Linked DNA regions of Bicyclus anynana: region 1 is linked to region 2. The links are chromatin contacts, called in public Hi-C maps. All regions are on one chromosome and are shown on one strand. Each heading gives the region's core, a stretch centred on a gene start, on an enhancer-like site or on the middle of the called end of the contact. The rest is flanking DNA. Distances are from core to core; before and after follow the strand shown.

Region 1 (3,931 bases), core at 228-2,727, 280 kb after region 2:
TAACTCCTGTCATGTTACATGTTACGCCTGAGGATTACTTTGTTTCAATAGGGTTGATATCAAAAGCAATATATTTATGAAGTGAAACTTCGTGATCGGCGATTTTGGAACGAACTTCTTTCATGCGGCTTACAGTAGAGAGAACTGGAAGAAATCTTGACTTAGCGCAAAAGCCTTATTGTAATCAGAATAAAAGAAAAATTTTTAATAAGTTTATACAGGGTTAATTTGTATTAATTACCTTTTCACAACAATGTTTTTAACGTTTGTTTTTTATTTTACACGAAAAAGCGTTTTTATTTTCATAAAATATCACCCAATCTCACCCAACCAGGATTACAAAAATTGTCCGGAGGGATTTTTTTCATCAACATTTTCTCGAAAGTTCAAATACCTATATAAATAATTTAACTAAATTGAATTACGTGAGATTATTAATAAGTATTAAATTAATTATTGCAATTGCAATATGAAAAACTTATTATAGTAAATAAGACAAAAGAGCTATATTCTCACTTCTCGAAAATCGACCATTATAAATTAAAAAAAAAATGTTATGTTCAACCCTAGATAGATACCTACATGCACCTGGATTTACAAGGATAATAAGTTCCTTTTTGTACAAAATTCCCCTCGAGAAGAGTTGACAGCTCGCGTCGAGCATTCGACTGTAATCTCCACCGTTACGACAACTCGCCTCGGGTTAGACGGAATTTGTGGGAATTATTATAATAAACCATTAGGTTAGGCTTTTGCAAACAGGAAAATATGTAGGATAAAGGGGAAGCATATTAAAATTCGTGACGCTATAGATTTGCTGAGTATTAATAATGTAAAAAAAAAAATAAAAAATGTGGTGCTGGTGAAAACAATAATGTTTTACCAACACCACATATATTTAATGACCTACAACGATAATAATAGGTACTTTTAGCAGACTCAAAAGTGGATTACAGAAATAAGAAAATCAATGTCGAACAAAGGATATGATTCACAATATTTGTCAGAACAACTTAATCAACAAATCAAACTGTGACCAAAATAAGACCCTAGAATGCCGAGAATGACCTTGAGTGGAGTCACGAACTTGTATATCGTTGTGTGTAGAGTTAAGAGATCCCTTGACAGTTAACTAACACTCTCCTGAACTACATAAACTGGCTACCCCTCTCGAATTCCCTATTATTTACGGAAACAGGTCGCGCCATCTAGCGTCGGCACAAGCCAACACGAAACCCAAAAAATGGCGGTCAACAAGAATATTATTTTGGCCATCTACTGGTGAATCGCCAAACTAAACAAGTTGAACGTTTGTTATGGCCATCTAGTGACGAATAGCTAAACTACGACACAGTGGCTATGTACCACAAACTAAGTTTACCACCACCAACTAACCCGCGTGGGGCATTTATGAACGCATCGTATTCTATAATACACTTTGAAATATCCTTACTCTGTGACATATTTTACTTCTACTTTATCTATGCTCCAGTTAAAAAATTGAAGTTGGTACTAAAACCATCGCTTTTAGAGTTGCGTTTTCAGCATTATCATGGTTAAAATGCTATTATAATTTATTAGTATAAAATACGTGCCTCAAATATAGTTAAAATACGTGAAGTGCAAAGACAATTTGATATATTAAACAATTATATGAATACCTGCTTTTTGACAAATTGCGCTAGACCGCATAAATAAAATGGCAGCCCTACCACGTAGAATAATCAAAGAGACACAGCGATTGATGCAGGAACCCGTGCCGGGGATCAGCGCGGTACCGAGCGAGAACAACGCGCGTTACTTTCACGTAATCGTCACCGGTCCGGAGGACTCACCGTTCGAGGGAGGACTATTCAAATTAGAACTATTCCTGCCAGAGGACTATCCTATGTCAGCGCCTAAGGTTAGGTTTATAACTAAAATATACCACCCGAACATAGACCGGCTAGGTCGCATATGCCTCGACATCCTGAAAGACAAATGGAGTCCCGCGCTGCAGATCCGCACGGTGCTGCTGTCCATCCAGGCGCTGCTGTCGGCGCCCAACCCCGACGACCCGCTGGCCAACGACGTCGCCGAGCTGTGGAAAGTGAACGAGAGCGAGGCTATCCGAAACGCGAAGGAGTGGACCAGGAGATACGCCATGGACAACTGAGCGCGCCGTGCCTTGTCCACGCGCGCCGCGCACTGGACGAACACAATATATTTAACATGATTTTAAGAGTGCAAGTTATGTTTTACTACCTAGATCGAGTAACTTGTGGAGAGACAATTGTGGACAAATTTTTATTACCGGCGGGGGCACCGAGCCCTCGTGCCGCGGCCGACCTCGGCTCACCACGGCCGACCTCGGCTCTCCCATAGCCTCGCCCCTGGCTGCCGAGTGTAGTCTGGCAAGCCCACAGATTATCCTTTACCCAAACACATGTAGCTTGGTTATGATATTAGGTATGCATATTTTTTTACTATAATTATTAAAATAGCTAAATATAAAAATTCCTGAGACCCTATTGTATATACTTTAATAGTTGATCAAATTTGGTTACATTTATACAAAGGATATAGTGTACGGTCGCAAAGTTCAACGCCTTTGTATAACTTTATCAGTTTGGAAGTGCAACAAAAGGTTTATCAGTTCTTGATCTCTGCAGATACTGATTTTCTTCATAACTAGTGGAATATTGAGTAATTTATTATTTTTCCAGTGATTATTTGCATAAAATAATTTAAAAATGAATCTTATGTACTATATACGTTGTATAAAAGGTTATCATTAAATTGTATTTATGTACATTTGATTTGGCTTTGTGAGAAACTTGAAAATACATAATAAACAAATGCTAACCTTTATTTTTATTTCCATTCCTGAAGTTAAAAACAGCATTAAGTACCTACTTCAATAGATTTCCAACTGTAATAGTTCTATTGTGATATTAATTTGAACATGAGGCTGTGTCTCATGTTTTCTCATGTCAAATAGTATGGCATAAAATTAATATTAAATAAACATTAGATAACATAATCATACTTATTTTCTGCCTTAATAGATAAAATGATTGTAACAAATAGATCAACAATTAGTGCTCTTTTTAAGTGACATAACCTATAATAGTATATTTATCAAAACTCAGTGACTGAATAAAATTATGAGCTAATATTTTATCCTCAAATGGCCAGTTGACTGTAATTATTTATGTAGATAATTATAATTTAGGTATGTTAATAACCTTTTTACAAAGAATTAAGAATTTAGTCTGAAGGAACTCAGGTCTATACTATGAGATTTATTCTCTTTTCTATTAATCTATTAACTCTACATAATATTACTAGCTGACGCCCCACTGTTTCATCTGCATAGTTTCAGTTTTCTTGAGATAAAATATGTTATATTGACATATGTTGTAGTGTAACATAGCTTTCTCATCATCATCATCATTACCAACCCATATTCAGCTCACTGCTGAGCTCGAGTCTCCTCTCAAAATGAGAAGGGTTAGGCCAAATGGTCCACCACGCTGGCCCAATGTGGATTGGTAGACTTTACACACGCAGAGAATTAAGAAAATTCTCTGGCATGCAGGTTTCTCACAAAGTTTTTCCTTCACTGTTTGCGACATGTAACATTTAGTTTCTTAAAACACACTCAACTGAAAAGTTTGAGGTGCATAACCTGAACTGGATTTGAACCCTCGCCATCTAGAATCGGAGGCAGAGGTCATATCCACTGGGCTATCATGGTTCAATGACTTTCTAGTGATAATCTTTTCAAAATTGGTTCAGTAGATTCAGACATAGCCCCCTACAATACACCAAATGTTATGTACCTTTTTATAATATTAGTATATATAAAACAAAGTCATCCACCATGTCTGTCTGACTATGATAAACTCGAAAACTACTAACCAGAATTTCATGCAGTTATCACCAACAG
Region 2 (4,366 bases), core at 42-2,541:
CGTGAATGACTTCACACCCCGTTGCCCGCATATCTTGGGAGTGTCATGAACGCCAAGCTATAATACTAATAGTAACTCTTAGAATGCATCCAGTTAGTGAGCTGTCCGGGAATGTGCGCAGCAGATAAATGTTGAACTTGTAAAGTGTGCATTATTTATATTTTAGAATAATTTATCCTTACATAATTATTGAAGAAAACTGTATTTATCTTCTGGGAAAATTTAAACTTAACTTTAAACACAATTTACACCTGAGAACTACCACCAAATATTGTAATCAAATATGTTTTTATTTTAAAAGAGCTTTTCTACTTGGGCCTGCTAATCTTTTAATATTTGAAGAGAAAACATTCTTTTATAAGATAAGTTAAGAAAGATAACACACCTTTGCTTTTTCTTCTTGGCATGGAGGTAATTTGTTGACAACTTTGTCTGCTTGTACCATATTAAATAGTTCATTTGCTTCTTTTAATGTTTTCTGATACTCTATGTGCATACCACTGTTGATTTTCTCATGCACCCTTTTTAGATTTTCAATACGACGGGCCCAGTAGGCTTCCTCTGCTGCATACTCTTGTTGTTTCAATGTATCGTAAAATGGTGGTGGAGCATACTGAGGTTTTGGCTGTGGCTGCTCAGCTTGCTGTAATTTATTTTAAATTTATAAAGTACTAGCAGACGCCCGCGACTGCATAAAACTTGATGTAAACTCTCAACTACCCCTGACCTACCCCTTAATTTTTAAATGACCAAGGGATATATGGATGGATTCATTTTTATATATATATAGATGGCTCAAGAGATTTTTCAAATTTATTAACCCAAGTAAAGTATTGAAATGATAACAAAAGAGAAAAATGATAACTGCTTTATTATTTTTAGTGTAAACTAAGGTCTATCTAACCTTATTTGAACTAGGTTTTAATAACTGGTAATGAAGTACATGAATATGAGCGAAGTTCTAGAGAATAATTTGCGAAAAATAAATCTTAATTTCCATAGCTAAAACTTGTTATTTATTTTGTTTAATTACATGACATTGATGTAAAATTATGTAATGGTAAAACATATTTACTCGTGCATTCAGCTGGTCTTGTATGCGGTCTAAAGCCTCTTGAGAGACTTGTATGGCATTTTCGTTGTCTACACTTAACTTTCGACTGCTTTGCGAACCGCCCATGTTTATAAAAATTAATTAATCGAATTTATCGGCAAATCTCGTCAAAAAGGCATTTTCACAAAAAATATAATTCGAGTTTCGACTTTCTGTCATCCGTGATCTGTCAATCACGTCAATGATTGCACCACCACAGATTAACAAGATAATATGATTACACTCTATGTTGTCAATGGAATCTGCAGCCCTTAGACCATTAATAACGGTCTAAGCTGCAGCCGCAAGACAGATCACATCACAGATCACTTTATAAATTAAATTAGTAAAACACAGAATAATAACGTTAAAGACGATAGAGAATGAAGAACAAAACTGCAATGCACATAATTCTAAATCCTCTGAGTGCAGTGCAGAGAAATTCAAAGATGTTTTGCATAAACCGCTGAATAAATAATGTTTTGTATTAAAGTCTAGATTTAGAATATAACGATAAATTTATTTCCTTGGATTAGCTATTTTATTATAATAGCTAGTTTTTTTAATCTTTAAATATTAAACATATTTAGATTAATGAATACATTTTATTTATTAAAAAGAAAATACAAATGCATAAAATAATCTCTATTTTTTATTGCAGAAGTAAGTAGAGTTGCTATTCCATAATAGATGGCGCTATATTTAAAATCATTTTGTAAAATTTTACTTCGAATATTTTGTTTCAAAAAAAGAAAAAGGGTTATTTTCAAGTTCCGTCAGAAAAAAATGAGTATGGAAAACGTACTATTTGATGAATGTGTTTTATTGAACTTTCGCAATCGCAGGTGAAATTTTCAAGTAGTATATAGGCACATATTAATGTATCACAAATCCGTAATAGGCCCTACAGACTACTTTAGTCTTTTAGTTGAGTACCTACGAACAATTTTTGGATTTACCGCTCAAAAATCGTTCGTACTCGACTAAAATACTAAAGTAGGCTGAACTAGGCATTAGAGATGTATGGTCACAGATTAAACAATAATGGGCAGATAGAGCGCACAGATCACGACGGTGTCTTAACTGTTCCAAATACAAAATTCAAAAACGAATACATTCTCGAGTTAGTACGACACAAAGCGTCGTATTAGTAATTTTCAATATTATTCAAGACTAAAGAAACAAGATGGATTTTTTTAATGGTATTGAATGTTATATTTATTTACGTAATTCTTGTTAGTTTTAAATTTTTAAATACAAATTATAAAAAAGTATACGCGGATGTCAAGAAGACGCGTGACGTTTTTTTACGGGTTTCACCGGCTTCACGATGCTGCCTGTAAATGCTTCTGGACATTCTTTATTATGTATGGCTATGTACATGGATTGTACAAATGCACATGTTTTAAATCTGAATAAATTTCATTCCTACTTTCTTTCAAATAATCTTTGGACTTAAGTTTGTTTATGGGAAACCTACCAACCAGCAGTTACAATTATTTAGTGTACCTATACCTATAGTAAAATAAATTGCTTTATGATGTCAAGTTTAAAAAATAGCTGCCATATAAAGATCAGGATTACGGTCGTTACGAAATCGTTCATTCGCTCTTTCGTACCTGACTTATTTATAGGTACCATACCATACATTAATTGCTGAGATCAGGTATTTTTTTACTCACCAACTTTTTAGAGTACCGTAACGAAATTTATAAACAGATAGTAAACGTTTTAAAGGGCTTGTTTTTTTAGATACATTTTCGTAAATTTTAAATATCAATATTTTGATGTTACTGTATTATACAGTATGTTTTTTCGTTCCCTTTCGATGAGTCGGAGTTACTTTTAGGAGTGGGTACAAAAATAGGGTGGGTATCGAACCCATGACCTCTCGTTGTTGAGTCAGGCCGTTACCGCGTAGATAATAAGACTTAGTTTATTGTGGTAGGACTTAATCTTTTTAAGATTACCTAGCCCTGAATCTATAGTCGTAACGTAATAGCCCAGTGGATATGGATTCTGCCATCGAATCGAAGGGCCTAATTTCAAATTCGGTCCGGGGCATGCACTTCAAACTTTTCAGTTACGTAAGAATTTGAATATCATGCGTCTCAAAAGGTGAAGGAAAAGCATCGCGAGAAAAGCTGCATACTGCGTGGTGAACTATTCGCCGAACTTCTCTAATTTGGAAAGGACACTCGTGCTCAATAGTGAAGCGAATATGGGTTGTTAATGATGAAACCTCTGCTTTCTCTGTATGCTTCTGATCCTCCGATTCAACTTCGAATGAGATTTGTGTGGGCTTGCGTTTGCGTCTTGTGTTGGACGGAAAAAATATTGTACCTACTTAGAATTCTCAGTGGAAGACTGCAGAAAAATCAGAAGTATTACTCAGCTTGATTTCTTAGAAATGATTAGTAATCATTCTCACCAATTGGGAAGTTAGTGGTGTTACACTCTTGTGCCTCGGGAGAGCTCTTTTAGTGATCGTTAAAGAATTTAACATTACCACTATTGGCGTGTACAGACATTTTAGTGGGGTATGCATTTTACGTACGACCTGTTCAAAAACTCGTTTACCAATCAAGGTTCGTTATGACTCCTTAGGGTAGGCAGTGTATTTTTGCATTTAGAAAGTGCACGCCACTTATTTATCACTCTAAGTCCGCATTGAGGCAGCATGGTGGGTCTAAGTTCCATATCCCCTCTTCTATAAGATGGGAAATCTGGCCGTTAATATTAAGCTTGATGATGAAGACGACTTGTAGATCATGTTTCTTTAAGCGCCCTAAAATTAATAATCGTGAGTAAGGAACCCCATTCTCGAAGTTTTTTTTTTAATAAGCAGGCACCTGTCTCGAGCGAACCCTGAGATGATTTCGATGACTCGTTATTTTGGGGAAATAAAACCATAAATGGATATAGTTGACACACAAATAAGAACCTTAAGTTATAATAATTAAAGTTGTATTCAAATTGGGTGCTCATTTAAATGTTTTAATGACTTCTTTTTAGACGGAGGGTGAGAAGATAGCTCCACTGACAGCCCGATGCAGGTAGAAAATCGATTGTTATTCGATCCTCGACGACTATAATAAAATTTTGATTCTTTGCACATGAATGTACCCAAACAATTGGTTGGAGGGATCTAAAGTCATTGGCATCAACGTTTTTCTATGAATTTATGGTGTTTTTGTTAATGTATCTCCTCACTATAAATTACCTACTACGATTCTTAAAAACATTTACTTCTACTCTACCTGCAAAACGCCT

The links. Hi-C and Micro-C count contacts between places; a contact is called where the count stands out from the background.
Region 1: a Hi-C map of whole body shows a contact between it and region 2, with 10 times the contacts expected there. The contact joins the promoter of LOC112044388 here to the promoter of LOC112047477 in region 2. A contact is called at or near these places in 2 of 2 Hi-C or Micro-C datasets (whole body and whole larva).

Annotation. Positions count from the first base shown.
Region 1 is chr1:2,089,954-2,093,884 of ilBicAnyn1.1, forward strand. It overlaps LOC112044388 (ubiquitin-conjugating enzyme E2 N), which reads left to right and starts at 1,478. Exons shown (of 1, transcript XM_024080218.2): 1 at 1,478-2,844. The coding sequence starts at 1,700. The coding sequence ends at 2,155.
Region 2 is chr1:1,810,159-1,814,524 of ilBicAnyn1.1, forward strand. LOC112047477 reads right to left here and starts at 1,292. Exons shown (of 3, transcript XM_024084604.2): 1 at 1,076-1,292; 2 at 386-643. The coding sequence starts at 1,180.